2 separate regions of the Mus musculus genome follow, and region 1 is linked to region 2. Evidence: chromatin contacts called from public Micro-C data. All regions are on one chromosome and are shown on one strand. Each heading gives the region's core, a stretch centred on a gene start, on an enhancer-like site or on the middle of the called end of the contact. The rest is flanking DNA. Distances are from core to core; before and after follow the strand shown.

Evidence for each region. A called contact is a pair of places that touch in the nucleus more often than the background predicts.
Region 1: a Micro-C map of palatal mesenchyme shows a contact between it and region 2, with 1.7 times the contacts expected there. The contact joins the enhancer-like site here to the promoter of Arhgap28 in region 2. A contact is called at or near these places in 3 of 484 Hi-C or Micro-C datasets (muscle stem cells, palatal mesenchyme and uterus), 2 of 115 datasets of contacts at active chromatin or transcription factors (embryonic fibroblasts and embryonic stem cells) and 1 of 9 other capture datasets (adipose tissue).

Annotation. Positions count from the first base shown.
Region 1 is chr17:68,045,090-68,048,883 of GRCm38.p6, forward strand. No RefSeq gene overlaps it. Among named protein-coding and RNA genes, the nearest start is that of Arhgap28, 43 kb to the left of the region's middle. Within about 2 kb of position 1,387, at least 28 of the 459 cell types and tissues checked have an H3K27ac peak or open chromatin away from gene starts, as enhancers often do. A contact at or near this core is called in muscle stem cells, palatal mesenchyme and uterus, where this site is marked.
Region 2 is chr17:68,002,692-68,006,001 of GRCm38.p6, forward strand. It overlaps Arhgap28 (Rho GTPase activating protein 28), which reads right to left and starts at 1,417. Exons shown (of 18, transcript NM_172964.4): 1 at 1,204-1,417. The coding sequence starts at 1,319.

The DNA.
Region 1 (3,794 bases), core at 137-2,636, 42 kb after region 2:
ATAAGAATAACGCTTGGTCTTCTAATAAAAATTTTTAAAGATCATTAAATCAGTCAGGATCAGACATCTATACTCTGTAGCTCTCTGAAAGATCCTGGAAGAAAGATTCATGTAGCATAATGATTTAAGAACAGATTATTAAAGAACACATAGAATTTGATGGTTTGAATCTGGATGCTTCTGTATATGTAAGAATACAGAGAGAGGCTTTGCCCAAGCATCCAAGATGGCTCACTCCAAGTGGTCAGGTTGGGAAAACCGTTTGCTTTCTTCAGACTATTAACCATTACCAGGGTTGATTTTACACAGTTGTTTTGTCATATGGATGGACTCAACATTAACCTACAAAGAACTAAGCACATACTGTACTGAAGTACTAAAATTACCCTTGTTTTAGAGAACAACTGTGTGGGTACTTGATCGAGTTCTTTCGCTTTAAGGGGATCAAATGGGCTGGAAAGCCAGGTGGAGAGTTCCATGGAGAGAGTGGCTTGTGCTAAGAGCTAATCGCTGTGTCTCATCTTCTCAGGAAGTCTAGCAGCAGATGTTTCATCTGGCTGTTTCTACCATAAGCTTCAAAACTCACATTAGCCATAAAAGCTAAGTGGAACCACAGGATAGCTTAGCATCCTCTGTGTGTCAATCCTACTATTGTGGCAGAAGTAGGGGTAGAATGCTAAAGCCCTTGGACATCCTGTCCTCATGCATTTCTCGGCGATATTTGGGAACGCTGCCAGTAAGTGTGTTCAGCAAATGCGGTGGACTCAAAATATTTTGCCATAATCACAAGATGATTAGGCAACTGTGATGGTTTAAGTGTTCTCTGTCTGTGCTCCAGTGTTCTGCTCATTAGCTGGAAATATGCTTTGTTTTTGTTTTTTAAAACCAGGCTCATACATGTTGAAAAATGAAGAGCTGTATGTTCTCATAGGCAGATTGTTATAATGTGAGTCTGTAAAAGATTGCAGCAATAAGTTAAATTAATAATCATCTGGCACAGGGTGAGAAGAAAGCCATATATGGGCTATGTTTTTACAGTAAGAACATTTGATTTTGGTCAAGTGCATGTCAAAGAAGAGTAGGAATTCATTTCAACTTTGGAATGCCTGGGATACAGGCAGGCAGATTATCCTAATTGAAAACACGTTTCACATTTAGACATACTCTCAGAGACTACGCTTCCATTCCAAACACTGTCCTCTCAAACGGCTAACCTCTCGTTTATCTGAAAACAAGACAAAACAAAAAACAAAACAAAACAAAACCCAGCCCTCCAGATCAACCCTGAAGATCAAGACACAGACTGAAAAGAGGTTCCTGAACACAGGTCACAGTCCTTGGCTCACCAGCTGTTCTGGCCGAGGTCTATGTTGGAGTGACAACCACAGATGCAGAAAGGGCTATTAACAATCGAGCTGTGCACAGCTCTATAGCGTCATCACAAAGAGCACTGAGGTCTGAGGTCTGTTCGTGTAAGATCAGTGCGCTCTTTATGAATTAGAGTGCTGACTACAAAGTAAAATAACACACAGTGACTTGTTGCTCTCCCAAAGCACAAGGTCCCGTGATGCTCACGGTGCTTCAGAAGACTGGCCTGGCCACTCTGGGACCTGTGGACCCTGATGCTAAAGGGAAGACTCTTTGACATCCAGTGAGATAGCTCAGTGGGTAAAAGGCTTGCAGACTCAAGACTGATGGTCTGGGTTCAGATGCTCAGGAGCCACATGCAAGCTGCAAGAGTCTATAATCCCAGCATACCCTCACTAGGAGATGGGAGGCAGAAGAGACTCTCAGGAAGCCAACATGCCATCTAGTGTGGCATGGAGGGAGGAATATGAGCGATCCAGTCTCCGACAAGGTGGAAGCGGAGGGCTGGAGCCCGAGGTTGTTCTCTGACCTCTATATGTATACCATTGTTTGTGCATGTATACCCACACACTTAAACACATGCCTGTTCCCTATCCTCTCTCACTCTCTCTCTCTCACACACATATACATACATCAACACACAATCAGAAGGAGAGAGACTGAGGGAGGGAGGGAGGAAGAGAGAGAGAGACAGAGACAGAGAGAGACAGAGAGACAGAGAGAGGGAGAATATGATAATTTACCAGCATTTATTCTGGAATTGGTCTCATTGTTGGGTTTTTATGTGGCACTGTAGGATGGAAATATTGTGAATACAATTTTAGTACAGAATGATTAAAACACAGATCAAATAACTTCAGGATGGGTTCCTTTGTCTGAAAAGGCAGGACTAAGAGTGTGTACATTTCATATTACTATGAATTATAACTATGTGTATATATATATATATATGTATATATATATATATGCAAATATATATATATGCTTTGCTCATATAGATATGGATATGGATATAGATATAGATATATGAGGGAGGGAGGGAGGAAGAGAGAGACAGAGAGACAGAGTGACAGAGGGAGGGAGGGAGGAAGATATAGATATAGATATAGATATAGATATAGATATAGATATAGATATAGATATTTGGGGGGGTGAAGCCCAAGTCTAAACGTAGTCTGAATTCATTCATTCATGTTTATATACACCTTGTACACATAACCTGGGACATTAATGCCCAGGTACTTTGGAAAGTGAACTTTCTGTGCTAGGATCTCAGGTATGGAAACTTCTATTTTTGTCATCATGAACTTCCAGAGTGTAGAGATTTTCAACGTTCTCTTCCATTCTGCCTGAAGTGTTTGCTTATTTATATCGTGAGACATTTCAAGGTTCTCCTACAGAAGAAACTTTCACATAGCTAATTCTTAAATACAGCTCGCAAAAATGATACCGTGATTTTATCTGCTCAGTATCAGGTTCCATGTAAGGGAAACATCTCGGGGTGTGTTTGTTTTCTGATCCACAAAGGTAGAAAAGAGGTCAAGAAATGAAGCAGGAACCTAGTTTGGACTTTTAAAGCAAGGTTTCTGTTTTGAAACTACAGACGGACATACAATATGTGATACTGCCTCTCTCCTGCCCTCCATTGCCGTGAACAGGTAGCGGCTCCCTTGCCTTTTACATCACCCACAGACAACAAGCAGAGACTCCCTGGAATTAGTAAAGGAAGCTTAGAGAAAGTTACCCAGCACTCACCAGGGACATTTGTCTTTGAGTTTTGGAGGCAAAAGCTTTTCTACTTAAAAATTTTTTTTCCAAGATTTCAGTTAGAATATATCTGTAAGTTTGTGATTTTACAATAGAAGCATACAGCATTTGCCCCTTTCCTCAGCAGCAAGGGAGAAGGCTGGTGCTCTTCTTACAGCAATCTCTTTCTCATTCCTTGTGGCTCTGGAGACACATGGCCCATCTAGGTAAGAGGGGAGTCATGGGTCCCACAAGCTTGGGATTGTGTCCCTAGGAGCAGGCCCGGGGTGGGGGTGGGGGGTGGTAAGTGTTTGGAATTGTATTTGCTTTGTTAACATTATTTTAGATGAAAACAGGATACTCCAAACATGGAAACATTTTTCCAGTGGGCCATAAAGGCGAGGCAAGCAGTCTGCAGCGGAGTGTCCAGTGAGCCTTTCAGACCTGACAATGCACTGGAGGAAAACGGAAGTGTGTCTTCTCTCTCCGTCCCTTCCATTTCTTAAGTCCTTTCGCCCCAGAGAGTCATCCCCACAGGTATGAACTCTGTCTCTGGGCCCTGGGCAGGTGGAGTACAGGATTGGGAGCCACAGAGGGAAGGTGATGCCTTTCTGTGCACCCACCAGGGTAGCACTTCGAGGACCAGCTTGGATGATGCCCTTACAAGGAGAGCTCCTTCT
Region 2 (3,310 bases), core at 167-2,666:
AGCTATCTGGCTGATGCCCACAGGGACAGCTGCTAGGGTTTAAGCTACACCCAAGCCACTTAAGAATGTAGAAAACTGGCCCCTGCCTTGCATCCAATCCCATCTATTTAGTCAAGATGGTACTTTCTTCTAAAAGAATTACACACTCAATACAAAGAAGAGTTTGTATCTTCAAGCTGAGTCAAAATGATGTGCGTGACTCCGACTGCCGGAGAAAACTGGTACATCTCTCACTGTCTGTTTTAAAATGAGATTTGACTCAACCTGCTCTCTCTGGAAGAAACAATAATTTCTTTGTTAGCGAAGACCAGTATAATTCCTAAGCCAGTGCGATTGGTTCATCTCATGGATACCGTCCAAAGCATATTATGTGACATAGTCACAAATCAATTAAATTGGGAAACAGCAGTAATTATAATCACATAAAGTTAAGAGTGTGAGGAAAAGCAAGTAATTGAAAATAACAGTGATGTAAGATGCCATTAGGAGATGATATCAAAACACGCATTAGCGTAGGCTTCAAAATAAATAAGTAAAAACGTCCACTGATATAGTCGTAGAGAATAGCAAAGGAACTTCCCCTAAACACGCCAGACAGCAAACCATCTCACATTTGGAATATTTTTGACCATCCGTCTTTGGCGGAACAGATGGGCATGCCAGAGCAATGTTCTCCAGATCCCTGGCTTACTAAATGCACATGGTCACCCAAAGAAATAAACAGGAATTGCGTTGGTTGCATACAATCGGCACCGGCACTCATCAAATAATGACATCACTGTATTTAAACAATTGAGGGTATTTACAGTAGAAGTGAAATTGTTATGTCAGTGAAGGTTTCCTTTTGAGAAAAACTTTAGCTTCAAATAGTTAATCTGAGTGTCTGCGAGAACTTTTTTTCTTTTCAACCGACTTGTGTTTGGGTTCTTGGTAATATTTTAAAATTTCTCCAGTACATGGTGAGAGTCTTCCACAGAAATGGTATGTTTATCTAACTCTTGATAAAGTTGCGTCAAGACTACAAGTACCCCGCTAGCCTCAGCCAGCCACACACAGACTTTTTGCCCAGGCTGTTTCTCATCTCCAATCAGGATCATACAAAGAGCAGTCTCAGTTATCAACTCCATAAAAACTTGCCTAAGCGCTGCCCCCTCCCCGCCCCGCCCGGCGCGCGCGCGCGCGGCCCGCGGTGCCGCTCCGTACCTGCTGAGCGGATGGCTGGCCCGGGACGCGCAGCGTGGCTCAGCGCCCTGCGGTTGCGAGCGCGCGTGCGAGTGGTAGGCGGTCAGCACCACGCCGCCCGAGTCCTCCACCTCCATCCTCAGCGGCGCATGTCCCCGCGCTAACCCAGAACAAAGACCGAGACCAACGTGGACTAGCTCCGGGAGCGGGTCAGCGGCCCCGAGCGTCCGGCGCCCCAAGGCTCTGCGACTAGGACGGCCCCGCCCGCCCAAGGGCCACGCCCACAGAGTACAGCGGCAGATTAGCATACAACGCGGGCCACGCCCACAAAACAAGGCGCACCGATTAGCATAACTAAGAGCCACGCCCACAGAGTACAACAGACAGATTAGCTTAATACACCGAGGGCACGCCCACAGAGTACACCGGGCCGATTAACAAACACTGAGGGCCACGCCCACGGATCCCTGCTTCTAGGAAACTGGAAACCTGCCTGGAGCTTGCGGCTCCAGCCAGCAGCTCTAGTAAAGTTTGTGTTTTTCTTCCTTTGTTTCTCCTTTCCTCTTCTCAACCTCCTCCTCGGCCCCTTCAGACGGGAGGCTTATCCCATGGCTAGGAACATTTCCTGCCTGGCAGTCAGAAGTGAGACAGAAACCATGCCTTAGGCAAGGGGAGAAAGGCTAGGTCTGGAATGGGTGCTCTGGGGAAGAAAGGGAGAAAAATGTGACACTCTCATTTAAATGTAACACTCTCATCTGAATCGGAAATTGAAGAGCTGAATGGCACTGACGTTTGCTAGTCTAAGTGACAGCGAATTCGATTTCCCTTCTGCCCAAGCCATTCCCTCTGCACGTGCAAGCCTGAGCTTCCTTCCCATACCCTCAAGACTGCAACGCCAGACTCTTACCTCATTCCTAACATCCCTTTCCTCCACTCAGTTGTGGTCCCTGACAGATACTGTTTCCAGACTGTCTGAAAAGTACTCCTTATTGCCACGGGCTCCATGAATGCTATTTTCAGGGGGCTTTTTAAGGGAGAAGATTATAAACACACATGCACACACACACACACACACACACACACACACACACACTGTATATAACATACCCAAAAGTGCAATATAGTCTTTCTCCTGATTGTGTTTCTGGTTGGAACTGCTTTCAAAATTCTCTCCCTGTGAAACCGCTTAGAGATCATCAATCAAAGCCCCCTCCCCCACCTCTTACTCCCCGGCCACTTTCCAGAAATGGCTCTTGCTTTGTTACAGGAATAATTTCATTCTGCTCTGTGATGAAGGTAGACTCTCCAGACCATGCCTTGTGTGTTTCTTTGCTCTGGTCTGGCATCCACTTGAGTGACTCCTAATAGGTCGTGGTCTTTTTTTTTTTTACCTCCCCCCTCCCCCAAAGGCCAGATGGAACCAGGAAACTTCTCAGAATGAAACACCAAGGAGTAGAAAGCCTGAGGGGAAAACCCACCACTAACTCATGATCAAATTACCATTTTCCAGCAAGTTGGTGCTTTCTACTCAACTGGAAGCTGCTGGAAGAACTGGTCTCTCTCTCTCTCTCTCTCTCTCTCTCTCTCTCTCTCTCTCTCTCTCTCTCTCTCATATCCCAGAGCCCCTCCTGTTTCACATAGCACACACTCCAGAGAGGAAGGTGTGCTGGATAGTGTTTATCAACTTGACACAAGCTGAGGTCATCTGCGGGGAAGGAGCCTCAATTAAGAAAATGCCTCCATAAGAATCAGGCTGTAGGCAAGCCTGTAGAGTGTTTTCTTAACTAGGGACTGGGGGAGTGGGGGTAGCCCATTGTGAGTGGTGCTGGCACTGGGAAGGTGGCCCTAGGTTCTAAAGAAGGCATGCTGAAGAAGCCGTGGTGAGCAAGCTAGAGAGCAGCACCCCTCCATGGCCTCTGCCTCAGCTCCTGCCTCCAGGTTCCTGCCCTGCTTGAGTTCCTGCCCTCACTGCTTTTGATGAAGAACTGTGAACTGGAACTGGGAGGGAAATTAACCCTTTCCTCCCCAAGTTGCTTTTGCTCATGGTGTTTCATTCCAGTAATAGTAACCCTACCTAGGTCAGAAGGCTTGGTGATGAATGAATGAATGGATGAATGAATGAATGAAA